Linked DNA regions of Mus musculus: all the other regions are linked to region 1. Evidence: chromatin contacts called from public ChIA-PET, HiChIP or PLAC-seq and promoter capture Hi-C data. All regions are on one chromosome and are shown on one strand. The core of a region is the stretch at or near the end of the contact, and the rest is flanking DNA. Distances in the headings are between cores, read along the strand shown.

Region 1 (4,493 bases), core at 723-3,222:
ACACAAAGAAACCCTGTCTCCCCCTCAAAAATATATGTGTACATATATATGTATATATATGTATGTGTGTGTGTATACACACACACACACATTTTCTCCCCTGTGGGGCTAGAAATGGCTCAGTGGTTAAGAACACTTGGGTTTTTTTCCCTGGAGACCCAAGTTCAATTCCCTGTACCCACAATTCACAATCACCTATAACTACATTTATAGAGGACAAGACGCCTTCTTCCAGCACCTATACACATGTGGTACGTGTACGTACACACGTACACACACACACACACACACACACAGATGAAAATTAAAAAAAAAATCTAAAATCAACAAAACTGCCTGCCTTACTTTGGGTTTTACTGCTGTGAAGAGACACCATGACCGAGGCAACTCTTATAAAGAACAACATTTAATTGGAGCTGGCTTACAGGTTCAGAGGTTCAGTCAAGTATCATCAAGGTGGGACCATGGTAGCATTCAACCAGACATGGAGCAGGAGGAGCTAAGAGTTCTACGTCTTAATCCAAAGGCATACAGAAGAATGGCTTCCAGGTAAGCCAGGATAAGGGTCTTAAAGCCCACACCCACAGTGACACGCTTCCTCCAACAAGGCCACACCTAATAGTGCCATGCCCTGGGCCAAGCCTACTCAAACTACCACACTGCTTCTTTGAACACAGCCTTTAAACAAAACGCACAACTTTCCAGATCGCCCATGGTTTCTCAGCCATTGTAACCTGCCTGAATCTCCCAAACTCTCCACGCCTCTGCACATACTACTCTTGTATAGTTTCCACTGCTCTCCTATACATCTACAGCCTGCCAGAAAAGTGCTCTGTTCTGTTCCTGTCTTCTCCAGACAGACACATACAACCCATCCTGATAACCTGCACTTGCTACAAAGATGCTTGCTGCAGATCACACTAGCTTTTCCTCCAGAACCCCCTCTCTCTGAACTCACCTTTCGTATTCACAGTGGCGATGCATTTTGTAGTCCTCACATCCCAGATGCGAATGGTTTTATCTCCAGATGCGGTGACAAAGAGGTCAGGGTTGCTTGGGTGCCAACAAAGCTGGTCCACACTATCTCCGTGGCCCCGGTAGTTGTTTTCTTTGACCTTAAAAGAACAGAATCCAGATGCCACTTTTATCCAAACAGTGGTGCCTTGAAACCAGCAAAGATCTGGATAATTCAAAACAGAAATCTAATTCTTTTTCCAAAACTACAACACCCCCTCCCCCCCCCCCCCATGAACCTCTCTGAGCTTTGACATTGGCCCTTCCTGGCCTCCCTTCTTTCTTTTTCCACCACCACCTCAACCAACCTGTCCTGCGCTATCATTTTCAAATAAAGCCTTCCTCTCCACCCTAGGGGCTCTACCACCCCATTAGTCCCTAGCCACTCGTCACCAGGGCTCTTCTAGACCCTCACCACTTTCTGCCACCTGACTTCAACCTCCCCCGGCCCGCAGCCACGTCGCCACACCTCTTTACTGCCACTAAGTTCGCTCTCTGCTCTCCGCCAGGCAGCCTCACCCCCTTCGTCATTCCAACTCTTCCAGCCCCAAACCCCTTCCTCATCACCGCCAACGACAGGCCATACCCCTACCTCTCCTGCTTTTTCTCCCTCCGCACACAGCCCTCTTCTCCGCCAAGCCCGTGCCCTACAAGCTCACCAGCCGGTCCTTCTCCAGCAAGAACACGCTGGCAGTCTTGTCGAAGGACCCCGAGGCCAAGCGACGGCCATCGCAGCTCCAGGCGACCGAGTGCACCTTAGCACTGTGCGCCGGGAATTCGCGCGTCTTGCTGTGGCCTCGGAAGAGCTCCTGCATCCCGAGCACGTAACGAGACGGGCCACTGCTCACTGAGCACCAGGGCGCCATCGAGCCGGGGCCGCTCTGGCCGAGGGCCGAGGGGCCCAGGACCGCAGCGGGCGCCGCCATGCCTCCCTCCTCACGGACCGCGCGCCGGAAGCTGGATACTCTGAGTCTGGCGCCGTCGCCCTGCACATGCGCCGAAAAAGCGCCGCGTCGCTCCGCGCTGGCGCCTCTCACTCGCGGAACTACAAATCCCGCCATGCAGCGCGCGTCCACCTTTCCCTTTTGAAATAGGACTGATTCTTCCTTAAATTCGCTTTTTTTTGTTTGGTTTGTTTTGTTTTGTTTTGTTTTCGAGACAGGGTTTCTTTGTTTGTTTCCTGGCTGTCCTGGAACTCACTCTAGACCAGGCTGGCCTCTAACTCAGAAAACTGCCTGTCTCTGCCTCCCAAGTGCTGGGATTAAAGGCGTGTGCCACCACTGCCCGACTTGCTTCCCTCCCCCTCCCCACCCCCCACCAAGAGTTCAACTTTTTTTTTAAATGGTCTTCTTACCAGTTTCTTGGTAGCCTTGCTTATTCAAAAAAGAGAGTCAAGATAAATCCTCCAGTTTACCTGCATGTAAAATATCTTTTTTCTAGAGTTGTTTTTCACTGTAAGGTCCTCATCGTGCCCTTAAAGCAAAAGGCCATTGCAAGTTGTCGCTCCTGGAGAAAGGTTAGATGTTTGTGGAATGAAGGAATTGATAAGAAATGTGGGTTTGAGCCGGGCGTGGTGGCGCACGCCTTTAATCCCACCACTCGGGAGGCAGAGGCAGGCGGATTTCTGAGTTCGAGGCCAGCCTGGTCTACAACGTGAGCTCCAGGACAGCCAGGGCTATACAGAGAAACCCTGTCTCGAAAAACCAAAAAAAAAAAAAAAAAAAAAAAAAAAAGAAAAAAAAAAGAAAAAAGAAATGTGGGTTTGTCGGTTGGACTTGGGAAAAGTTGTTCGGTTAATTTGAGATTTGGTTTGTTCGGGGGTTTTGTTTTTGTTTTTAGTTTTTGAAGACAGGGCTTCTCAGTGTATCCCTGACTGCCCTGGAACTCACTCTACAGACCAGGCTGGCCTCGAACACACAGACATCCGCCTGCCTCTGCCTCCCAAGACGTTTTTCTGTCTTTTGATCTTGGTTGTTAAAGGATATTGTATATACATGATAGTAAACTAAAAGAAAATAGCGGAAAGTACAATGACCATTTTGTGTGCCATGCTCACATCTCTGATCCTCCCACTTATGTCTCTGTTAAACCAAAAGATACCCGGGTGGAAAAAAACAATGGTGCACAGCCAGGATTCGCCAAGCACTGGAGAAGAACTGTGCAGGGATAGGGGACACCAGAGGAATATATCCAACAAATATTCGTGTGAAAATGTCCTTATGAAGCCAGCTGTGGTGTCGCAGGCTTATAACCCCATCACTGGGGAGACAGGGACAGGCAGATCCCTAGGACTCACTGGCTAGCTGTCTAACTTCCTTGGCAAGTCCCGGGCTAATGAGTGACCCTTTCTCAAAACAGAACAAGGGATGGTGCCTCAGAACCACCTCCGTGTTGTCCTCTGGCCCCCACATACACACGTGTACTCACACATGCATATCCATGAAATCATTTTAAATGGGTCTATCCCTGAATACCGTGTTCTGTACTCTGTCTGGGACTGGAATTCCTGTGTATTTTCCCTACATATTCTCTTCTGTTACTTTCAGTAATAGCTATCTCCCTACCTGAATATAATTTCTTGAAATCTGTCATTCCATTGTTTTTATGACCCAGCAGTCTTGGCCCCCTCCACTGGTATTTTGCACATAGTAGGCACCCAATATTTACTAAATAAAATGTGAGAAAATGAAAGAAAGAAATCCTTATATAACAGTACCCTACACAATGAATATTCACAAGAAAAAATATAATTTTTGATGGGGAAGGGGGGTTTACGACAAGATTTCTCTGTGTATTCCTGGCTGTCCAGGAACTTCCTCTGTAGACCAGGTTGGCCTTGAACTCTGAGGTCCATGTGCCTCTGCTTCCCAAGTGCTAGGATTAAAAGAGTGCTCCACCATGCCTAGCTAATAGTATCTTTAATTTTTTTTTTTTAAGGAAAATAGAATCGATAGAGAGATGGCTCTCTGTTTAAGAGCACTTGCTGTCCTAGCAGAGGATTGCTGTTCCCTCCCCAGGCACCCACAAAGTGGCCCACAACTCTTGGTAACTCTGGTTCCAGGAGATCTAGCGCCTTCTTCTGGCGTCCCAGGCCCCATGCAAAAATCCTCCTTCACATAAAAATTTAAGGAAAAAAAAAAAAAGGAAAAGGAAAAAAAAATGTGTGACCTTGCAAAGACGCTGCAGGGTTTATGGGATGATGCAGCCTTCCTTACATAATTTGCTGTCTTTCATAAATATATATAGACTTCTAGTTGGGGATTGATTTTTGTTCTTTTCTTTTTTTTCCTTGAGAAGGGGTCTTGCACAATAGCTCAGTTGGAGAAGTATAATAGTTTAATTCAGTTGCTTCCTTAATGAATTATTGCAATGAATATCCCTATACAATCTTCATTATGCACTGTGCACTTTCTTTGGGTAGTGTTATAAAACAATTAAAGAGGAGTTTCTAAGAATCTGCAACCATCCATATAAGGAAA
Region 2 (4,493 bases), core at 1,341-3,840, 410 kb before region 1:
CATGGTGGCTGGAAAACATCACAGCCCCGTTGTTGTTGATGCTTACAGTCTCTATGGCATTATTCGTTGTAGGGCAGAGTCTATAGCATCCTAAGAGGGTCGAGAATGCCTTCTGAAAATCGGCATTAAAAGCATAAATAATGGGGTTCAGGGAGGAATTCGCCCAGCCAAACCACACAAATACATCGAAGGTGATGGAATCAATGCAGAATGGCTGGGTCTCCTCAGAGCCACAGAAGGGCACCATACAGTTCGAAATGAAGAAAGGGAGCCAGCAGCACACGAATACCCCCATGATCACAGACAGTGTCTTCAGGACTTTAGTCTCCCTCTTAAAGGACATCTTAAAGGAACTTTCTGATTGAGAGCATTCGACAGGGTTTCCATTACCTGTGGTGGTCTGGCAGTTCTTGGCATGGACTGCTGCCCTCTCCAAAGCTGAGATGCGCCGGATTTGCTTCTGGGCAATCCTGTAGATACTGGTGTAAGTGACGATCATAATGGCTACGGGGATGTAAAAGCTTATGAGGGAGGATGAAATGGCGTATGTCCTGCTCAACCTCGTGTCACAGTTGTCATCCTCGGCATCTTCCAGGGAAGTAAAATTGCCATCCAAGGGCCATGTAGGTTTTGCCTTGTGCCAGCTTAGCTGCACTGGAATGAAGGATATGAGAACAGACAAAGTCCATGCTACGCTAATCAGGATGAAGGCTGCCTTCGGAGTCATCTTCCTCTCATACTGGAAAGGGCTGGAGATAGCCCAATACCTGTCCACGCTGATCACACAGAGGTTAAGGATGGATGCCGTGGAGCACATGATGTCAAAGGCTACCCAAATGTTACAAAAGGACCCAAAGGGCCAAAAGCCAGCAATCTCAGCCACAGCTTTCCAGGGCATGACCAAGACAGCCACCAAGAGATCTGACACAGCTAAAGAGATGACAAAGAAGTTGGTCACCTTGGACCGCAGGTGTCGAAACCTGATGACAGCGGCACAGACAAGGGTATTCCCTAAGAGAGTGGACAGGATAAGCAGGGACAGAAAACAGGCTGTGAGGATGCGAAAGGAGAAGTCCCTCTCCACTGGCAGGCCAGTCTCATCCATGGTAGAAGTGTTAGGAGCCATCTTCCAGAAGGAAAGCACTTCCGGTGGCTTAGCCCTCACGTTCTTGGCCAGGCTTAGCCAGACTTCCCCCAATCACTCACCACCCAGCCCCTTCTCCAGCCCCAGTTGCTGTCTGGACAAAAGCACAATGGTGTTCCATCAGGAGCATCTCCATAGCAATCCAAGCCATACCAGGAAGAAGAGCCGCTTGCTTTCCACCTGTCTTCTGGGTTCAGTGCTCCAGGTCGCTGTTCCCTGGCATCCGCTGGTCCCTAGATTCCCCAAGGAATGCATAGGCTTTTAAGCATACTCTAAGAGTCTGGGGCCTCTTCCTGGTCAATCTCAGTCACTTTTCGGGGATGCTGCCTCTTCTTCTGAGACACAGCCTAAAATACATGCATTTCTCCTTCAAGCCCCTGGTGCCACATCTCTCCAAATGCCCTAAAAAGCAAAGGGAAACACAAAGTCGTTCACCAATACTCTGTGCAGACCTCCTATTTGGCTACACAAAATCTCAGCCCATCACCCCCTGGACAAGTCCATCAAGACCACCTACCTTGCTTTAGAGTCACTTCTCCCAAAACCCCTGGACTCAACGAGTCCCTCCAGCAGAGCAAGTGTTCCCCCTCCTCATGCAGAAAAATCTCTGGGATGGATTTGGGAAAGGAATCCCAGGCCAGGTGCCAGGGAAGCGGCGCCCCTCCTGCTACCTTGCCCACCTACAGATTGCTGCCCCCGCCCCCAGGAGGGTTCTCGGAGCTTCCTTGGGAGAGGAACCTCCAGGACTGGAACAGCTTCTGTCCTGTCTGAGGAAGCCCAGCTCTGGGCACCCCTTTGGCTCCTCGTTCTTAGGGCAGGACCCTGAGCCTCCTTGGGGAGCCACCCGCTCGCTCCCTGTCAGCAGTGGCAGGAGCTCCAGGCAAGCACAACAGCTCGAGCGAGCGAGGGCACCGGCCGGCTGGGTTCCAGCGGGGCACAGCCCACCCCGCCTCCGCGTCCCCTCCCGGCCCCGGTGGTGGGCTGAGCTTGACAGGCAGAGTGGCGGGCGACAGCCACACGTGGTTCACTGAAGGCACAGCTGGAGCAGGGGTGTGGGACGCCTACCTAATCGCTGTGCCCTCTCTGGCTACCTGATCCCCCCACCCCTCCCCGGGGGACCCTGGCACAAGACAGAACCTGAGGAACAAATCCTGATGCTCAAATCAAGTAAACCAAACTCTCGTTCAGCGCCTCTCCGGGTCAACTCCAAGTTCCACCCAAAGCTCGGGGTCAGAGCTGACCCTACCCACACCCACGCCCTGCTAGTCCTGGACACTGCCCACGTCGCTGAGTTGTCACTGAGTGCCCCGCAGCAGGGGTACGGGAAGCCCCAGGACGAGAGTGCTCACCGATCTGGGAGACCACGCTCCCCGACTCCGCCAACCCTGCGCCCTCTCCTGTGCCGCTCGCTCTGCTCTCCGCGCTCCGCCCGCCAAGGCGCTTCTGCGGTCAACTCACGAGTGCAGCCCGTGACCCGCGCCCCACAAGCACCCCAAACACGGTGCCGCACTCTCAGCAGGTACCCGGCGCCCTCTGCCGGGGCCTCTGGTTTCCTACACCCCGCCTGCGCCCTAGCAGGTTCAGATCACAGGGGCCTCAGCCAGTGTGTGTAACCAAGATGCAGGGCCTCGACCATGCTTTTCCCTGTCCCCTTCTGCCAGAATCTGGACGGTGAGAGGCAGGTCTTCCGCGCTCTAGCCTCCCTCGTTTGAAATGCCCCTAAAAACTCACAAGAATAAGAAGTCCCTTTGGCTAGCATTTTATTCTCTAAGCCATGATTTTCCTTTTGTGTCCCCTGTGTGCCAAGGCTGGAGCAGCAGTGAGAACAACATGTCAACTTATTGTGCAAGTGATCAGAGACCTGGCATAAACTCAGCAGCCTCTGTGTCCCCTAAACACACACACACACACACACACACACACACACCTCATGATGTTCGACATCTTGCAAAACTCCTTCCTTATTGGCTTGCACAGCTTCATTTCATCTGTGTGGACAGTGATGCTCAGAAAGACTGTGGGCTCTACTCCACGTTAACACAGTAGCTAATGAAGATGGTGGCCTGTCTGCCTGACTGTCGCTTGCACAGCCGTGTCTAGGATGGAGCCCACTATCTAAACAATTAGCACAGGGATAAAGCAGAGACAGGAATGTGTGGCCTCAGAGACGTTTAGTGCATAGACGCAGCCCCAGAGTGCCTTCCCATCTGTGTGAAAAGAGATTAAGTATGGAACTTGGAAATCACTTTGCCTGGACTCCTGTGCTTACTGATGTAAAAATTAAATGAAATACTTATTTAAGAGTTGGGACCAGATATGGACTCAGTCAGTCCTTGGTGGCCAGAAATTCTTCAGAGACCAGTTAAAAAAAAAAAAAAAAAAAAAAAAAAAAAAGGTAGTAGTCTTGTCTCCATGAGAACCACACACCACACTGAATGCCCGAATTTTCTCTATACAACCTAAATAGCTCTCCTAATTAGCCAGCAGAAATCATATCTTGGTTTTGGATGTAGTCAAATGATTGACACCAGTCCTCCTCCACCTGTGCTCCCGGTTTGTCCTCCCACTGGCAGTCTTGCTGCCACACACCAAGTTCCACAGACTGGTGATCAGACATATACCCCAAGAACCACATGCCTTTAGAATGGTGGCTCTCAACTTTCCTAATGCTGCAATATGTGGCAACCCCCAACCAAAAAATTATTTTGTTGCACTCTATAACTGTAATTTTGCTAGTGTTATAAATCATACTATAAATATGTGATATGCAGGCTGTCTGTTATGTGACCCCCCCCCCCCCCACACACACACACATACACATAAGGGGTCAAAATTCACACATTGAGAAACTCTGCTTTAGAGCCGTGAGTCAGCACAGGGTAAAACCCTCAGGGGATTCTCATCCCTGAAGCAGTCGCTCTCTACGCAATTGGAACTTTGTTTCACCATACTTCTTCATTTTTGACCAGCGAACACAAATTAGAGGATGTTTCCAGTCCAAGATGGTTGTGTGAGTCTGGAATTGCAACTCCTCTTGCTCTTCCTACCCTGCAATTCCCTGAAATGAGGAAGATGAGGACAAAGGGCCCTCTGGACGCGCAGGAAGCTGTGGAAACTTTAGGGATCCTTTAGGGCAGGACTGAGCACGCTGGAGGAGGGAGGACTCCCTCAGGGAGGGAAAGTGCTCCTCCAGCTAGCACTTGAAGAAGAAGCAACAATGTAGTAACACTTAGGATTGTAACAAGGAAGCTGGAGGTGACCTGAGGGCAATTTGAGGAGTAAGACTTCCCCTAATGACTTGCCAAGGACTCTGGAAAATGGCCACTGCTCTTTAAAGTAGAATGACAGC
Region 3 (4,493 bases), core at 1,448-3,947, 350 kb before region 1:
CTTAACTCTGGAGCACATATGTCCTTTCTCAGAAGATGTGAGACTCTGAGGGGTGGCTTGACATGTCTGGTGACACTCGCTCCCCAAGCCTGTGTCTCCACCCATATCTGCCCAACTTGGAGGTGATCTGCCCAGCCTCGGCCTCTCCATCTGTAGTTACAATGTAAGTTACAATGATGCAGTGCTCTAAGATCTCCATGGTAACTCCCCATAGTTACAATGTAACTGTCTACCGGCTCTACAGTAACTCCCCCAAAGGTTTCTCTGAGCATTGTCTCCATTAAAAGTAAGAATTGTCATAAAGAAAGAAACAATGACAACAAAAGTCATGATGCAAGAACAGATCCCAAGCATGGGAGATGGCTCAGCCTGTAAAGCTTCTGCCGTACAAGCACGAGGTCCTGAGTTCTGATCCCAGATCCCAAGTGAAAAGCCAGGGGAGGTAGGCCATGCCTACAACCCCAGTGCAAAAAGGAGACAGACAGCTGGTCCTTGAAACTCACAGGCTGACCATCCTTGTCTTGTCAGTCAAGTTTAGTCTCTGTGAGAGACGATCTCTCAAAGAAAAAAGGTGAAGAGCAACCAAACATACTTGAAGTCTACTGCTGGCCTCCATATGCATGCACAAGCAAACATGTGCCCATCATATACATGTATACACTACACAGTAGCAAGTATGGATAACATGCTGGGGAGAGGGAGAGGGAGTGGGAGAGGGACAGGGAGAGAGAGAGAGAACCACAGACCTTACCTGAAACACTCAAAAGACTATGAAAGGGTCTGTTTAGACAGATGCACATACTTGATAATAACACAGAGTCTGAAATCACATCCAGTCAAAGTCGAAGCTTAGCATTGCCGTGTCCCAGAATAGGATCAATGGTTGTTCCTGGAACAGTGTTACATCACTGGAGACTGAGAACTGCTGTTCTCATGTCCACTCTATACTTCTTGAATCAGAAACTAGAGAGAGACCTAGCCAGCTTTCACATACACCCTGAGTGGTGCTGAAAGACACAGACTTGAGAAACGCTGGCTGTGGCTGGACTCTCCTGACTTGGATTCAACTCTGTTTCTTAAAGTAAGGCAGGTAAAGCTCTTTAAACCACAGTTCCTACAGCTGTAATGTGAAGACAGCACTTCCTTCCCTGGGTGGTAACGAGGATTCACATAGCATGTAGCCTGGCTTCCTTCCCTGCGTGGTAATGAGGGTTAACATAGCATAGCATAACATGGCATGGTGCACGCTCAATACTCTGACCTGGAGTTTCACGGCGTTTTGTCTGCGGCCCAACTAGAAAGTGAGAATGCCCAATTGCAGAGTACAAGTCTGACAGTATCTGATGACATTTTATAAAACTTTCATGCCTCCTTGTTAACCACTTTAGTTCTACAAATCAATCCCATGGAAATATGCTCTCTGGCTTCTCCCATGCGAGCCGTGTGAACTGAGTATGTTGGGGAAGCAGGTAAGGGACTGGGGTGGCAGAGAGGTTGGAGGACGTTCCCAGAGGATGGCGAGATATTTCCTAGCAAAAGATAATAGGCATGCACTGTTATAGGAGTAATCAAAGACATTAGAACGCAAGTCCTTTAGTATTTTTTAAAGTCTTGCAAAATAGACATATTGGTACATTTCAGTTGACTGTCACAGTGTGCACTAAGCAGAGAAGAAAGGCTGCCACTGGGCACTAAGACCGACGCTGGCCTGAGGTTTACTTTTTCCCCTCTTTTCTGTTTCTCGAACTCAGGACATGTTCATTGCTATTGAAAAATAATTCTACAGTAGAGCACAATAGTACTTACTTTTGTTCTTAGCACTCAGGAAGCAGAGACCTCTGTAAATCTGAGGTTGAAGAGATAAAGTGTCCTAAAGTAATGAAGACCTAAGTTCAATCCCCAGTGTCTGCATAAAAAAGCTGGGTGCAACAACCGGTGATCACTTGTAACCCAGAACTGGAGAGACACAGACCAGCAGATCTCTTGGGGCTCACTGGCAGGCAGCCTGGCCTAGCCTCAGGCCAATGAGAGACTCCTATCTCACATCTCCTTGTCAGGCCTGCGCCAGGGTTTGCAATCCCAGCTCCGGACCAGAGAGGAACGGCAGTACTGTGAAGTGACACCAGAGAGCAGCATTGCCTGCAAGATCTCAAGGCTGATGCTAGATGCTTCCAGGAGCTGCCTGCTGGTGGCAAGAGGCTGCAGGCTAGTCCCAAGCTTAAGCAGGTGGTCCTAAAGGCTTGGAAGAAAGACACAATTCCCCCAGCAGTAGCTATTGCTGTTGTTGGAGTCCGTGGGCAGGATGGAATCCTCCCCATGTGCATTTCTTTGGGGTACATTGTAAAAGGGGGTCTTCAGCGAAAGTAAGAGAAAGGCATGGTCACACCCCAGACTAAGGTGGGCAGGGCTCTGCCCTTGACCTCTGTGCCACCAGAGCTGATGGTATTCCAGGAGCTCAGAGAATGAGCATTGAACTTTTTGTGAAAGGGGACAGAGTGGGAGTGCCCCCAGCAAGCCTTTTGAGCCATCCCCAATGGGCGCGGAGATCACCAGGAAGGGAAACTATGCCAAGACCTAGAGATCAGAGCAGCATGCAGCAGCTTAGGAAAAAGCCCACGAATCCCGGTCCTGGGAGCTCTGAGCACCTGAGACGGCACGGCTTCAGCCTCAACCCTGGGCTTCCTTCACAGCCTGGCGCTGCCACTGCTTCGGTGAGCCTCTTCTCAGAGCCTATCTCCTCATCTTTAATATGGGCCAATCTGTTCCACTGAGCAGTCTGAACATTAATATTCCCAGGGAACCCTGGGCCAGTGGCCTGTTTGTGTCCCCCAATCCCTTGGCCTTTTCCTCTATAATAACATCTAAATGGAAAAGCTCCCACGCTGCTTCCAGGAGCTTCGTTTGGGTGGTCCCGGAAAGCCATCCTGCTGCCTTCAGGGCCAGGAGCGTAGATCCAACAGGGCTGACAGCAGTCACCAGCCAGGCTCTGTTCTCATCCCTTTTTCTAGTAGACTGTGCGCTACTCTGATAATGAAAATGCTGACTACAGAAGCAGTGGCTCTGACAAAGATGGTAATATGAGAGAACAGCCTTTTAAAACTAAAAATAGAGAGGAAAATACCGGTTCTATTGAAATAAGAACGGGCCCAACCCCGTGGTACGGACTCTGAATAACAATTTCAGATGAGGAAGGAAGGGCTGGGAATCCACTTTCAGAGAGGAGCCATGTGGGGTGAGGAAGGGTGAGAAGCTTTAAGGGGACTGTGGGGGTGAGGACAGAGAAAGTGGAACAGGCCAGGAGACATCAAAGAAGGTGGTGGTGGTGCTGGTGGTGGGAGCTGGTAGTGGTCGTAATGGAGGAGGAGGGAAAGGAGAAGGAGGAGGAGGAGGGCAGAGAGGAGGACAGAGAGGTGGAGGGAGGAGGATAGAGTGGAGGAGGAGAAAGATGGAGAAGAGAAGGGGAGAAGGATGAAGAGGAGAAGGGGAGGAGGAAGGAGAGGTGGAGGAGGAGGAGGACAGAGAGGAGGATGGAGAAGAGGAGGAGAAGGAGGTGATGAGGAGGAAGAGGAGGAGGGAGAGGGAAATGAAGCCCCTACGTGAAGTAGGGTTGCTACAGAGGAAAAGGCAGTGTGCTGTGAACTTAGCGTGAGAAACAAAGGAATCTCCACGTGCTTAGAGTCTCCCAGCAAAATCTGGAGGAGGCAGGTCCAATTCCATCCATCTGAGAACAGAGCCAGAGGTTGGGGAGGTGTGATCTGGAGGGACAAGGACAGAGACTGACAGCAATGGGACATCACTGAAAGTTGACTGAGCATTAGAGCACTCGCTGTTTGAGTATGTAGACAGCACGCATTTTTAATCCCAAGTTTCATTCCAAGTTCATTTGAGAGGGAATTAAAGGGGTCGTGTCCATTAAAGGGGTCTTGTCCTCCGGTCCCTTCCAAACCTCTCTCAGTGAGAGCTTAGGCTGGGGACTGGAATTTTTAAGCACTGGGAGCCTATTTTAAGATGCATCTCTGGCTGAGAACTTCTAGTAACAGGAACGTACCAGAAATCGTTCCGTGGTTCTGGCAATGCTAGGAAGCAGATTAAGGCCCACACAGTTGCACTCTGTCCAGCACAGTGCAGAGCTTACTAACATGTGTTCTCTCTCATGTAGTTCTCGCCCATCAATGAGCCCCATTGTGCAGAAATTCAGCTTATTCCTCCCTAGAGAACACTTCATTTCATCCCTCATGAGCCCTGTGAATGACTTTAGAAATGGCCACCTCGCAGGTGGGGGAATCACAACAAGTAAAAGACCCACCAGCCACCATGACACAGAGAGAGCTCTGAGCAGAGTACCCTGCCCACCACACTGGTGCCTGCCACAGTCACCTCCTCCCAGGCCCAGCCCTCAGCCTACCTTCTGCCAGTGTCCAGATGGACAGGGCCAGTCTCTGTTCCCATGTTAAACATCAAGATATCCTGAAAGCTGGGCGTGGTGGCGCATG
Region 4 (4,493 bases), core at 707-3,206, 310 kb before region 1:
TGTAAACTTGCATTCCTTAGGGATGGTCCCTTGGCCCACTGGATTAACTCTCGATTGAAGAGACAACTGTATGTCTCTAGAAGTAGATTTTATTCCTTTGGCTAGAAGGCAGCATCATTCCTTTTATGGGTCTTCAATGTTATTGTAACAGGAGGGCAAGAGGACATTGGTGCAGGGCTCAGAGGAAAAATTAAGAGTTAGTAAGAGTAACATCTGTCTTAGGGTTTCATTGCTGGGGAGAGACACCATGATCAAGGAAACTCTTAGAAAGAGAACCATTTAACTGGGGCTGGCTTACAGTTTCTGAGGTTCAGTCCATTATCATCATGGCAGGAAGCAGGCAGACATGATGCTGGAGGAGCTGATAGTCCTATATCTAAAATCTCAGGCAGCAGGAGACAGTGTGCCACACTGGGTAGAGCTTGAGTATTGGAGACCTCAAAGCCCAACCCCACAGTGACACACTTCCTCCAATAAGGCCATACCTCCTAACAGTGCCAGCCCCTATGGCCAAGCAAGCACTCAAACCATACCTATTCAAACCACCACAACATCTCACAGGGACACAAGCACAGGACACAAATAGCATCTGCTAGAAACAAGGCACCAGAGCATCTGGCTCAGTTGACAGGTGAGACCCCTGCAGGCCAGACTGGGTGTCTGCTTCATATGCAGGTGTCATGGGAGGGGAATAATTGTGCATGAAGGTGCTGGAGGCAAGATGTGGCCTCTGGTCCACATCCTTTATGAATCTCCCTCTACTCCAGGCTCCTCAGTCACCTCTGACTACAGATCTTTCCACCTCCATTTTCTCAATGGGGTTGATAAATGGCACCAATTTGGGAAATCGGTTTTGGAAAATCGGTTAAGACTCCCGTCTATTGATAATACTGGCATAGATAAAATCAGACCAAGATTGATTCACATCCACTGGCAGGTTGCAGCACAGCAATCTGCCCTCCTTATGTACCGGTCCCTAAGATAAACATAGCTAATCAAACTCAGCATCCTTCCCTACTGATGCACAGGAATCTGCCCTCCTTCCGCATGGGTCCCCACAACAGACATAACTAATCAAACTCAGCATTCTTCCCTACTGACTTCTTAACAAGCTCTCCAGGCAGCCAATTAAAATGCACACGGCCGCTTAGGAAGAAGCTAATGCACCTAATGGTGCTGACTGCTATGAGGATCAGGCAGTAATAAGGGGAGAAGAGCAGTTTCCCAGTCCAAGAGCAAGAAGACAAAAGCCCAAAGCAGCTGAGCACCGAAGTACGAGGACCACTCCTACTCCGGATATCAGGAAGGCTTCCATTTGGTGGTGGAGTGGTTTGCAGCAACTCTTTGAGCAACAAAGAACCAACTCAACTTAGCTTCTGTACTCATTTCTATTTTTCCTTGTTCTTTCCTCTATCCAACCTGCTGCCCCGCACTGGTTTCCTTCATTAATGAAGCTTCCCTGTGTCAGGGCAAGCTGGCCACCCACTTGCACCCCACAGCTTAGCAAGGAAATCACTTCATAGTGAGCCTCTAACTCAGAGGCTCCAGTCCGGTGAGACATGACCTCTGCATGGATTCACACATCCTGCATATCAGACATTTACATTACAACTGGTAACAGTAGCAAAATTACAGTTATGAAGTAGCAACAAAATACTTTTATAGTGGTGGTGGTAGGGGGTCACCACAACCGGAGGAGCTGTATTAAAGGGTCACAGCATTGGGAAGGTTGAGAACCACTGCTCTAGCCGCATACCTGGGCCTGGGGTTGCCCAGGCCTCTTCTGAGGACTCCTGCTGCCCACCCTAGTGCTAGCAGTGCACAGTGAACGTGGTAGGGTTGCCCTCTGAAAAACAGGAAACAATGGCTGAAGCGGGAGGAGCTCAAGTGAGGACAGGCAGTTCTCAGATAAAGGTGACACCCCTGAACTCCGCCTCTGACTTCCAGCAGGAGTCGAGCAAAGCAGCCAGGGGGAGGAGCAGGGTCCGTGGCCTGCTGAGAGCAGCACGCTGCCTCCTCACTTCCCTTGGGAAAAGCTCAAGTTTTGCGAAGCAGTGCTGGGTGATGGGATCCTCCTCCTGAGAGACCAGCTCATCTCTGGAGGGAGTAGGTGACTCCATCTGCTCCCCACCCCTGTCTCGATGTATGTGAGTGTGTGTGTGTGTGTGTGTGTGTGTGTGTGTGTGTGTGTGTAGACAAGAGACTGAGAGAGAGAGACTGACTGAGACATCTATCCTAGTCCCTATGCCACTTGCCCATCTGCATTGCTGTCTTGCCTGGGCCCTGAGCCTTAGCTCGAGCAAGCAGTGATCTTCTTACATAGCCTTTCTGTTCTTGATTCTGGAAATGATGCGTTAAGTCTGTGCCTTGACATCTCCAAAATAAAGGACTGTAACTGGGATTGTAGGCCTCATAAACCCTTGCCTTCCCTACATGGCTTTTCACTGGGGTACTTTAGCAACAGAAATGAAACTGGAACACCTAGATATACACGAGTGCCTTGCAGACTTGTAAAAATATCTAACAATAGCGCTAACAGCTAAGAATCTTAAATAAAGACATTCTCCGTAAATGGCAAACGATGCTTTCATGGGTCATAAGATTGTTAAGTAAAAATGCCATTAGCAAGCAGAGGTTATAGCCATATGAGTTGTGGCTAGAGAGACTCCCAAAGCCTCATAAAGAATAAAGGATACTGCCACTGGTGTTAGTTAGGACTACACAGTAAGACCCTGTGGTTTGTCTGAATGAAAATAGCCCCCAGAGACTCATAAGGAGTAGCTTAATTGTAAGTGTGGCTTTGTTGGAGTAGGCGTGGCCTTGTTGAAGGAAGTGCGTCACTGGGAGGTGGGCTCAGTCCAGGCCTAGTGGCTCACTGTGTCCTCCTGCTGCCTATAGATCCAGATGTAGAACTCTCTGCTACCTCTCCAGCACCATGTCTGCCTGCTTGCTGCCATGCTTCCCACCATGACAATAACAGACTAAAGCTTTGAACTGTAAAAAAGCCCCAGTTAACTGTTGTCCTTGATAAGAGTTTCTATGGTCATAGTGTCTCTTCACAACAATTGAAATCCTAACTAAGACAGACCCCATCGCTGAAGACCCCACATGCTTTGGATAGAAGACATGGAGAAATCAGGTTGGGACCAAGCTGGAAGCTGCCTCTTTATTGGCTGGCCTTTATAGCACTAGAGGATGCTAGTTCTGGTCAGCTATGGACTCTTCACTAAGAAATATAAACATACCAGGCAAAATGGGCCTTCTTTTCCAATATTGACATGACTGTCATGGGTGTAACCAACTGCTTCCCAATTGTATGCAAGTTTTGTTCCACAGTGGGCAACTCACAATTAGTACCTTAGCCAAGATTAAATCTTGTGACTGGTGGAGTCATAGGCTCCACCGATGAAGCCACTGCTTTTGTGTAGTTATGTTTTGTTATGGTTTTTCTATGTCAGGGAGTGGCACTATTAGAAGGTGTGGCCTTGTTGGAGTAGGTGTGGCCTTGTTGGAGTAGGTGTGTCACTGTGGGCTTGGGCTTTAAGAACCTCATCCTAGCTGCCTCAAAGCCAGTATTTTGCTAGCAGCAGCCTTCAGATGAAGATGGAGAACTCTCAGCTCCTCCTGCACCATGCCTGCCTGGATGCTGCCATGTTCCTGCCTTGATGATAATGGACTGAACCTCTGAACCTATAAGCCAGCCCCAATTAAATGTTGTCCTTAAAAGAGTTGCCTTGGTCATGATGTCTGATCACAGCAGTAAAACCCTAAGACACTGGTGTTTTGCCAAACTGCCTTCTGGATATTTGTGCTTACACCCAGAGGACGCTGTTACTGTCCGTCTCGATGACGGTATGCCAGAGAGACTCATAACCACTGTAAGGGTCCTGAAAGAGAGTAACAGATGCTGTACCATAGATGCTCAATGAGTAGCTGTGAACGGCATCTCTGTCATACTCCCTATAAGGCTCAGAGGGACTTCGTGGAAGGGGCAGAATGAAAGAAACAGACACTGACTGGAGCCAGAGTGAGTGTGAAATAACAATGCTCTCAGAATTTCTGTCCTGAGGGGAGGCTCATGAAGACAGAAAGTAAACAAGTTACATAATTCTCAAGGCCCCACCTTCTCCAAAGTTATATAAGCAATAAGGACTTGCTGGAGAGAGAGAGGGAGAGAGAGAGAGAAAGGAGAGAGAAAGAGAGAAGGGAGGAGAGAGGGGAGAAGAGAGAGAGAGGAAAGGGAGAAGAGAGGGGGAGAAGAGAGAGAGGAGAGAGATCCATGAAGCTGTCCCCAGGTACTGCAGAGAGCAGCAGGGTTGTAGCTCTTGTAAGCGGTCACCCAGGCTCGGGTGGTCTTTTGTTACCCCCAGTCCTGTAACTTCTCTATACTTCTGTGAGTAACGACAACATGAACAAAACCTCATTGGTTTGCCAAGTTAGACGGCAGCACAGTATAAGCATTTCCTTAGTCTGCCATTGGTGCCACATCTGGG
Region 5 (4,493 bases), core at 1,212-3,711, 280 kb before region 1:
GAGTGAAAATGGGTCAAAAGGGAGGAGGAGGAGGGAGGGAGGGAGGGAGGTCTTTCCCATGCTGGGACGTCCGTGCCTTGGGAAGGAAGGCAGCCAAACGGGTTCGTGTGTAGTCAGCTGTGTTGCTTTAACCAAAAGACTTTGGTTCTGGCCTCCCATTTTATTCTCAAAGGGCAGCCTGGGAACCCTCCTCCTCCATGATTGTTCCCCACTGTGGAGTGTGCATGTGTGTGTGGGTTATGAAAAACAGAAGGCAGGAGGAACTGGCCGACCTCCTTATCTGTCCCACGACAGTCTAAACCCAGTTCACGTTCCCTATTAGTGGGTAAACAATCCAACGCTTGGTGAATTCTGCTTCACAATGATAGGAAGAGCCGACATCAAAGGATCAGAAAGTGACGTCACTATGAATGCTTGGCTGCCACAAGCCAGTTATCCCTGTGGTAACTTTTCTGACACCTCCTGCGGACGGGACACTGCCGGAACCGCGACACTTTCCAAGGCACGGGCCCCTCTCTTTTGAAATATCCATTCATCCTAACCACCAATCGCTAGAACCAGCCTGACTGTGTGACTCAGTGCGGTACTGAAGAGACCATGACTGTCTAACCTGATCAGATGACTTGGATCTAAAGAACTGGCTCAACAGTTAAGAGCTGCTCTTCCTGAGGACCTGGGTTTGACTCTTATTGTCCACACAGTGGCTTACCACCGTCTGTAACTCCAGTTCCAGGCTATCCAATTACCCTCTTCTGGTCTCCATGGACACCAGACACACACACAATGTGAAGACTATACATGCAAGTAAGACATTCCTATACACAAAAATAAAAACTCAGTTTTTTTTTTTAAAGGAAGGTGGATGACTTCAGAAATTGTAAGGGCCTTCAGCAAGCTAAACCCTCGCTAATATTGCTTGTTCCCTGGGGACTCAGGTAATGGACTAGCCTCTTCCAGAACATTCCCCTAATGGCATCCCATGGTAGATGAAAAAGAGATGGGGCAGGTTCTCACCAAAGTCATTTCCACCAACACATTAGTAGCTCTGCAAGCTGGGGGCCATCATGCTCTTGCCATGAGAGGCACTAAGTGGACAATGACTACACTTGTTGTAGAGAGGCATTTTACAGATTACTGGGGACAGGAGGAGCCTGGTTCTGTGTGTGACTAAAGCAGAAAGTGTGGGAGGGTTGGACGCCCAGGAGCAGAGACATGTGACCAACTTGCACGTTTTAGAGATGACCTAAGATGCTTTGTGAATGGCAAGAGAAGAGCTCAAAAGTCTACCTTGGAAACAGACTGGTTTGGCACAAGGGAACATGGCGAATGCATCCCTAGTGAGCAGAGTGTGCACAAAGCTCACCCTGTATCCCTTTCACTGCCTTGGCCCAAGGCTTTATCTGTTGTTATCCAAGCCTCCGTGAGGTGAGCATGACCCTTAGGGTCACAGAGGAGGAAACTGGCTCACAAATAGAGACACTTATCTAGTGCTTGCCACAAGAACTTCAGGAGAGAAGATAGGGACAGGCAGAATGACCACAGTGCTGTGCTAGGCACTGGAGTAGCAGCCTAGCTAGGGAGGCAGGTGGCCAGATGAGCTGCCCCTGGGTACTTGAGGGGAATCTGCTACGTGGAGGGAGTTTGTCAAAGAAAAGTAAGAGGCTTGGGTCTGCACTGATTTGAGACACTACCTCCTGCCAGACACTCCGCCTCAGGTTGCACTGGCTCAGCATCTAGGAGGTGGAACAGTCTACCTGGACAGTTTTTATTTGTCCTGCTTCCAAAGCCCCAACCCCCTCCCATTTCTTTCCACCAGAACCCCTGGGCTGACTGAGATCTACCCAAATCTGGCTTTCCAGATTCCCAAGATCTTCCAGGATTTTCTCAGAAAAGCTGGTTCTTCTCTCGCAACTGGCCATTCTCGGAGTGGTCAGGTCCTGGAGGAACTCAGGTGAAGGGCTCATCAGATTTCTGGCCTAGCGTTCTCAAACCAGAGTGAGCCAAGACTGAGCATCTCCCCTCACACCATCAATGTGCACACAGGTGGGCAGAGTCTCAGGCCAGGGAGCTGCCCAGAATAAGTAGCCAGAATATGTAGGAGGGGTGGCGGGGTGGGGGTGGGGGTGGCGGGGTGGTGGTGGGGGTGGTGGCGGGAGGGGGGGGACGTGACAGATGACCATGTGAAAGGGAGGAAAGAAGAGGGAGGGGTGAAAGCGTCCAAAGAAGAAAAGGGGGGTTGGGAAGGGGGAAGAGAGGGAGGAAGAGAGAGCAAGAAAGGGGGAGACAGAAGGAAGAAGGGGAAGAGGGGGGAAAGGGAGAGGGGGGAGAAAGGAAGAGGGGAGGATGAATATGGGAGAAAACGCTGAGGAAAGGAGCGGCTTTCAGAACGAGGAGGAGCGAGTTGGGGGCGGGGACGAGGAAGTGGGTGCTAGGCGCACGCCGCCAGCTCCATCCTTGCCCCAGCCAGTGCAAGCGCGCAGTCCTAAGCGACCCGGTACAGCCGGTGGCGCACAGCAGCAGCACCAGGTAAGGTAAGGTGACCGACGCCTCCTGGCAGACGTCGCCTCGGGATGGGGACGCGGGTGGGGTTGCGCGGAGACCAGGCTGTGGCGTGGCCACTTTGGCTGCCTGCTTCAGATTCCTGCCGACCCCCGTCCCCAGATCGACCTCAGGCTGCGCTGCACACAGGAAGCACCTGACCTTGGGCTGATGCCTCTACCTAGATTTCCTCCCTGTCACCCTCAAGGGTCATACCCACCCCCAAAGGGGTGTTATGAGCTAGGCTTGCTGCCTCATCCCGCGGATGTGAGGGATGCCAGGGTAGCCTCACACCCCCGTGCCCTCTAAGGTGAATTTGAAAATCTTCTTGCGCTTAAAGGCTTGCTTTGTGCCCTCTGGGCGGTGGCGTGAGTCTCCTGATATATGTGTGGGAGCTTGGAGAGACTTTTGACTCCCCAGCACCAGTGAAGCGTCAGGGGCTGACAGGAAGGAGGCTGTCTAGTTTCTCAAGAACAGGTCGCCTTGCCTAAGTCCTCCTGGGCTGCTGCCCCATTCCTGGGCTGCTGGGAAGCGAGGAGTTCCCTGCGCTAGACTGGGAGGGACTCTGGTAGCTGTTCTGGTAGCTGTCCGAGACACCAGGGACATCTGATAGCTGTTCACTGGTAGTGGAAGTTCAGAAGTGGCCTTGACTCTGGTTTGAGAAACCCAGTGACCTTGAGCCTGAAAGCCTCAGTTTCCCCCTCTGACATTCACAGGGCAGTAAAGCACCCTTGAGCAGAGGTGTTCCCACTGGTCACTGTCATACACTAACTTTGGCGTCTACTGAGCCTTGGCACTGTTTGTCTGGAGGTCATATATGTAGCTAAGCATGAGGCATAGAACAGGGCCCAGAGAATGGAGAGGTTCAAGTCTTAGGAGCCCCACCCCTCCCCTCAGACACATGTCAAGGTGGCTTTTTTAAGAGACATCTCCCAGATAAGTCTTGGCCAAGCTTCTGCTTTCTTAATTATAAGAGAGAGTTATGAATTTCTATAAACATGTTTGCTTTCCCCAAAGGTTATCCAGGACTATGGGACTGATCTCTGAGCTGGGTTTGGGGAAAACCGGAAAGAGTAAAGATATCATTTGTGGGCAGGCCTGGCACCAGGCACATTAGGTGTATAATAATTCAGACTAAAGTTGTCATCACAGTACTTCTGGGGACCGGTATTGTTAACCCCCTATTGCAGACGGAGAAACCGAGGTTCTCCACAGTGATTTCCCGTAGTCCCTGCTGTGGAGTTTGGCCTCCCATCCTCCCAGCTGCAGGGGTGATACTGCTTTGTATCATTCTAGTCCCAGCCATTAAATAAGAGCATGAAATGCACAGCTCCCAGTGTAGACTTGGCTATAGTTCCCTCCTTGTCCCACACCGGAAGAATAGCTGCACACTTCCTGGAGGTGACTGATGGTTGTCAGTGAGAGCTGGTACCCTCACCAAGCATTGCCTCTAAAGCTCAGGAAGGAAGGAAGGCCACTGCTCAGTGTCCCACAGAAAGCAATACTGAACTGCTTCGCCTCTGCAGCTGACTCCGCCCTGTGTCACCCTGTCCCGATTACCCCCCTCCCCGCTGAGTCTCAGCCTGGACAGCTCCCCTGGGTTCTGAGGCATGCCCATTCCCTCTGTCCTGGACTAATGGCTAACTTGTACTAACTGGGTTGACTCAGTCCGTGTCATCCAAGTGACAGTGACATCTGAATAGGAGGGACAAGACAGAAGACAAAAATCTGGTGACAGATTCAATCTGGCAAACACTCCTTTTAGAGACACTCTCTCCAGAAGCCTTCCCAGTCATCATGTCCGCAGGGAAAACAAACCCAGCTGTGGTCCCACTCCACCAACGCCCCGAGGAAGTAAAAGCAGGATTAAACTGCAATCAGAAGGATTTGGTTCATCCTTGGGAAAGAAATCCCTGGTAATGGGGTAAGGGTCTCAGCAAGCCAAAAAGGCTCTT
Region 6 (4,493 bases), core at 854-3,353, 260 kb before region 1:
TCACAGTCTCTCGGGTGTACTTTTATGTTCTTTCTAAACTCTGCTACCACACACAGTGTCGGGGAGACCCCAACACAAAGTTCCAGAAGCACAGCTGCCAGGTCAGTTCATCTACGGGCTTTGAACGTGGCTCTCACTAGTGATCCCGGCCCTGAGCATCTGGAGCTCAAGAGAGCTTGAGCCAGAAGCACCCAGGACAATGAAGGGAGAGTCTCATCTCAAAATAAATGAGTAGATAATTAATACTTAGGATGATGAGAGTGGGTGTTTCTAGACCCAAGAAAATGCTGCCTTTCTCAAAGTATGTGCTCTATGTGCATAACGTGAGAACATAAACACACATCCATACTTATAATATACACATATGTAAGTGTACATACTTACTCATACCCTCAGACACACAAGCTCACACACTAATTCACATACACACACAACATACACATGCACACTCACACTCTCACACGCATACTCATGCTCTCACACATACATACATATACACTCTGATACACGCACTTACACTCACACACACACTCATACTTGATATACACTCATATTCACACTCACACTTTTACACATACACACTCATACTCAATATACATGCTCACATGCACACATACACACTTGATATACACTCTCACACATATACTCAATATACACACACTTACATACACACTCTCTCACACATACACTTGATATACGCTCTCGAATGTACACTTGATACACACACTCATATACACTCACTTGATATACACTCGAACATATACACTTAATACACATACTCACATATACACTCTCATACACACTTAATATACACATTCCCACATACACTCGATACACACACTCACACACACTCTCACATATACACTCACACTCAATAAACACACATTCATACACTCTCATATACACACTCACACACACACTTGCTATATACTCTCGAATGTATGCTACACTCACACTCAATACTCACATTCACACTCACACATACTCGATATACACTCTCACCGATACACACAGTCACATACACACTCATACACTCTCACATACACACTCACATTCAGGACACACACATGCACCCTCACACACACTCGATATACACTCTCACACGTACACTCAATACACCCTCTTTCTCACTCACACACAGAAACACACGCACACACACACTCGGGGCTGGTTCTTCTGAGTCTCCTTGCATCTCTCAGCCCTTGCTGCCCCTCCCTGGCCTGCGCTGAAGCCCTGGAGACCTGAGACCTGCTGTGTCATTTTCATTTCCCTGGCCTTCACCTCAGGCTTTCACAGGAAGCTAAGTCCAAGCACCAGCTCAAGTGCCTCCATATCATCATTTTCCGACAGCCCTAAGAGAGCAGAGCGCACTCCTGGGAAGACCCGGCATCATTTCAGCCACAACCCTCTACGTACCAAGTCTCCTTGCCAGTCACCACGTGCGGTGGCTGCTCTAAAGCCTGGGAGCTCTGTCTTTCTGTAAAGCATGAAAGCCACGGTGCTTCAGTCGCTGCCTGCTTCCTGAGGCCACTTTGGATTGCTTCTTGGGAGTTGGTTCTGAGGTGTTTCTCCCTTCTCCACCTCAGGTACATGAACACTGACAGAAAGGGGCTGCCCCCTGGAGACCCAGTGGTATGGGTATCCAGTCATCTATGGTGTTGGGCAGGGCCCTTCGTCCGTGCCTGCACACGCAGACCCACAGGGATGCCTGATGGGTGGCAGGAGTCCTGTTTCTTCCTAACTGTAGCATCTTCTGCGTACTCTCCCTGTCCCCTGCCAGAAAGGACATGCACCCTGGGTTACAGAACACCATCTCCCACCTCAAGCTCCTCGGGGGTGTCCCCTCTCCATGTGGGCCCTGTTTTCGCTGTTACCTCATTTCTGTCTTCCATGGTTCTCTCACTTCTCCTGAAGAGAACTTGGCACAACTGCAATTAAATTAAGTAAAAACTACCCCCCCACACACACCCCAAAGGACCAGGAGGTGACAGGAGATGAGGACTTGGGAGGAGAGCAAGAGCATACAGGACAAGGAAGGGATGGAGAGCCAGCTTGCCAGGCAGTAGGAACAGCACACACAGAGGCACACAGTCAGAATGGCACTCTTCAGAACCAAGAGAAAGTGAAACTGCCACAACCGGATTCCTCAGACTGCTGTGAGGCACAGTCGGCATTCAGCAGGCAGGAGCTGACACAGAAGGTGGAGGATAGGACCATTCACCATGAATGCCCAGCCAAGAGTCGGTAAGAGACAACAAAGACAGGTCATGGGAACCGACCAAAGCAGGCTCAGTTCCCCCACAGAGAGCCCAGTATGGCTGGGTGGATGTAACAGATATCTAAGAGATCCGCTGAGTCCCCTGCCTATGATTGCTTTCGAGTGCTGCCCATGGAGGCCACCCAGGACAAGGGGCACACAATGGCCTTGTTAACAAGGTGGCAGTGGCTAGGACCACCTGTAGCCAAAATCAAAAGCTTCTCTCTGCATGTGTGTTGGGGGCTTGCTCTGCATGGGTAGATTTAACAAGTACCTCTTTCAAATGCATTAAGGCAAACCTAAGGAGCTGTTGACAGGAAACACATAACTGTACAACTGAAATATTTGTGGTCAACTTGTAAGATAGGAAAGGAAGTGGCCGAACGAATATTATAAATTTGTCACATGTACAGAGAGGTAGAGTGAAACTGCTTGAAACTGTATCAAAGATAAACAAGAAGTCATACATAATGCTTTTTCAGCTTTACACAACTGCTCAGGAATATTCAATATAAAATAAACACATTCCTGCCTTCAGAAAGTCACCAGGGTCATGAGCATTAAGGTGGGGAAGCCATACAAGAACACACACATGCACACACTCCACACTGTACACACTTTTCCCTTTATATGGGTGATGGAAAAGGATGGATGGATGGATGGGTAGATGGGTGGGTTGGTGGGATGGATGAATGGATGGGTTGGTGGGATTGATGGATGGGTGGATGGTGGATGGATGGATGGATGGATGGGTGGGTGGGGTAGATGAATAGATGGACAGGTGGATAGATGGGTAGGTTGGTGGGTGGGTGAATAAATGTGTGGCTGAATGGATGATGGATGGAAGAATAGATGGGTGGATGGGTGGGTGGGTGGGTGAGTAGATGAGTGGATAGATGGATGGATGGGTGGGTGGATGGACAGACAGGTGGATGGGTAGATGACAGGTGATGAATGACGAGATCCAATTGATTAGAAAAACTGTAGTCTAATCAAAGAATGAGCATTTAGAACAAGCCACCATAACTTGAACTGTGTATATTAGTCAGCTTTTCACAGAGCAACAAAATACCTAAGGTAAACAGGGAAATAAGGATTAATTGGGCTTATAGCTCCAGAGGTGACAGTCTATGGTCTTTGGCCCTGTGGCTTTAGGCTTACAGTGACATAACGCATCATGGCAGAAGTGCATGGCAGAGAGGTCTGTTCACCTCATGGTGGCCAGGAAACAACAGTAGAGACCTGAGGGGATCAGAGCCCAGCTACCTCCTTCAATAGGCTAATCCTAATGACCTCATTTCCTCTCCATAGGCCCAACTTACTAAAACTTCCACCACCTCTAGTAACACCTCAGGCTGGTGGCCAAACCTTTGGCAGCCACTTCTCCAACTGCAGGACTGAATCTGAGTTTGGGTTCTGCCAGGTATCAGAGGAGTGACATCACTTGGGTCTTTGTCCACACCACCGCTCGAAGTTAAACGGAGACCATTTCTCTCATTCCTAGGGCTGTTCTTAGCATCCCATGATCTTTTCCTGCTGTATGCAACATCACCCAGGCCAGGCCTGTTACCCAGTATAGATTCGCTGTCATTTGCTGATCTATCACCCTCTTCATGGTGGAAACTCGTGTTGTCTTCATATTTTTGCCACATCCAAGCCTGCCAACAAAGGCATTAGTATTGTCCATGCATCTGTGGTTATATCACCTCAGGCTGGGTAACAGGAAAAAGAATTAGTTAAATCTTAAGTCCTTTAAAGAGATGTCCATTATACACTTAAGAGAAATTCAGAAAAGGAGGTTATAGAGCGATGTGTAGATGATACAGTCCCTTAGTGTGAGCATTCGACTCATTAGCACCACACAAACACCCCCTGCCTTCATAATGCTCTCGGGGGAAACTCTGGGAGCTTCATGCTAAACAGAAAGACCGAGAAATGGATCCTGGAAGACTCACAAATCATAACAGTCACCTGTCCATCCCTGGCACCCAGAGCTCTGCAGCACAGAGAAATGACTGTAGAAGAAAGCAGGAGGGAGGGAGGCAGGGAGGGAGGCAGGGAGGGGGGAGGGAGGCAGGGAGGGAGGGAGGGAGGGAGACCTGCCCCTCCACTTTTTTTTTCTCATAGGAGGCAGGCAGGGAGGGAGGGAGGGAGGGAGGGAGGGAGGGAGGGAGGGAGGGAGGGAGGGAGGGAGGGGATTTCTAATCATATTGAGAGCTGTTTCACTCCGATGTGA

Evidence for each region. Promoter capture Hi-C pulls out the DNA fragments that hold promoters and counts their contacts. ChIA-PET counts read pairs in DNA pulled down with a chosen protein or histone mark. HiChIP or PLAC-seq counts read pairs in DNA pulled down with a chosen protein or histone mark.
Region 2: a contact with region 1 is called in a promoter capture Hi-C map of the C10 cell line. The contact joins the promoter of Drd1 here to the promoter of Thoc3 in region 1. A contact is called at or near these places in 3 of 39 promoter capture datasets (the C10 cell line, liver and pre-B cells) and 1 of 115 datasets of contacts at active chromatin or transcription factors (astrocytes).
Region 3: a promoter capture Hi-C map of hippocampal neurons shows a contact between it and region 1, with 7 times the contacts expected there. The contact joins the enhancer-like site here to the promoter of Thoc3 in region 1. A contact is called at or near these places in 23 of 39 promoter capture datasets (the 3T3-L1 cell line, 3T3-L1-derived adipocytes, the C10 cell line and 13 more), 3 of 15 datasets of contacts at CTCF or cohesin (the NIH/3T3 cell line, large pre-B cells and pro-B cells), 35 of 484 Hi-C or Micro-C datasets (the AML12 cell line, B cells, the C3H10T1/2 cell line and 25 more), 11 of 115 datasets of contacts at active chromatin or transcription factors (cardiomyocytes, embryonic basal ganglia, embryonic hindbrain and 6 more) and 1 of 9 other capture datasets (adipose tissue).
Region 4: an H3K4me3 HiChIP or PLAC-seq map of embryonic stem cells shows a contact between it and region 1, with 2.7 times the contacts expected there. The contact joins the enhancer-like site here to the promoter of Thoc3 in region 1. A contact is called at or near these places in 8 of 39 promoter capture datasets (the C10 cell line, cranial neural crest, frontonasal cranial neural crest and 4 more), 1 of 15 datasets of contacts at CTCF or cohesin (large pre-B cells), 2 of 484 Hi-C or Micro-C datasets (B cells and Th2 cells), 2 of 115 datasets of contacts at active chromatin or transcription factors (both in embryonic stem cells) and 1 of 9 other capture datasets (embryonic stem cells).
Region 5: a contact with region 1 is called in a promoter capture Hi-C map of hippocampal neurons, with 2.3 times the contacts expected there. The contact joins the promoter of Hrh2 here to the promoter of Thoc3 in region 1. A contact is called at or near these places in 8 of 39 promoter capture datasets (the C10 cell line, cranial neural crest, embryonic stem cells and 4 more), 2 of 484 Hi-C or Micro-C datasets (B cells and embryonic stem cells) and 3 of 115 datasets of contacts at active chromatin or transcription factors (embryonic basal ganglia, large pre-B cells and memory CD8 T cells).
Region 6: a contact with region 1 is called in an RNA polymerase II ChIA-PET map of memory CD8 T cells, with 17 read pairs. The contact joins the enhancer-like site here to the promoter of Thoc3 in region 1. A contact is called at or near these places in 8 of 39 promoter capture datasets (the C10 cell line, cranial neural crest, embryonic stem cells and 4 more), 5 of 115 datasets of contacts at active chromatin or transcription factors (acute myeloid leukemia, embryonic basal ganglia, embryonic stem cells and 2 more) and 1 of 9 other capture datasets (liver).

Annotation. Positions count from the first base shown.
Region 1 is chr13:54,466,868-54,471,360 of GRCm38.p6, forward strand. Thoc3 (THO complex 3) reads right to left here and starts at 1,973. Exons shown (of 6, transcript NM_028597.3): 1 at 1,674-1,973; 2 at 959-1,115. The coding sequence starts at 1,940.
Region 2 is chr13:54,053,068-54,057,560 of GRCm38.p6, forward strand. It overlaps Drd1 (dopamine receptor D1), which reads right to left and starts at 2,591. Exons shown (of 2, transcript NM_010076.3): 1 at 2,494-2,591; 2 at 1-1,546. The coding sequence starts at 1,126.
Region 3 is chr13:54,111,869-54,116,361 of GRCm38.p6, forward strand. No RefSeq gene overlaps it. Among named protein-coding and RNA genes, the nearest start is that of Gm52069, 24 kb to the left of the region's middle. Within about 2 kb of position 2,698, at least 19 of the 459 cell types and tissues checked have an H3K27ac peak or open chromatin away from gene starts, as enhancers often do. A contact at or near this core is called in cortical neurons and hippocampal neurons, where this site is marked.
Region 4 is chr13:54,151,970-54,156,462 of GRCm38.p6, forward strand. No RefSeq gene overlaps it. Among named protein-coding and RNA genes, the nearest start is that of Gm34640, 28 kb to the right of the region's middle. Within about 2 kb of position 1,957, at least 29 of the 459 cell types and tissues checked have an H3K27ac peak or open chromatin away from gene starts, as enhancers often do. A contact at or near this core is called in embryonic stem cells, where this site is marked.
Region 5 is chr13:54,189,668-54,194,160 of GRCm38.p6, forward strand. Hrh2 (histamine receptor H2) reads left to right here and starts at 2,462. Exons shown (of 3, transcript NM_001010973.2): 1 at 2,462-2,526.
Region 6 is chr13:54,207,473-54,211,965 of GRCm38.p6, forward strand. The region is part of intron 1 of Hrh2 (histamine receptor H2); the gene reads left to right. Among named protein-coding and RNA genes, the nearest start is that of Gm16578, 13 kb to the right of the region's middle. Within about 2 kb of position 2,104, at least 113 of the 459 cell types and tissues checked have an H3K27ac peak or open chromatin away from gene starts, as enhancers often do. A contact at or near this core is called in acute myeloid leukemia, memory CD8 T cells and pre-B cells, where this site is marked.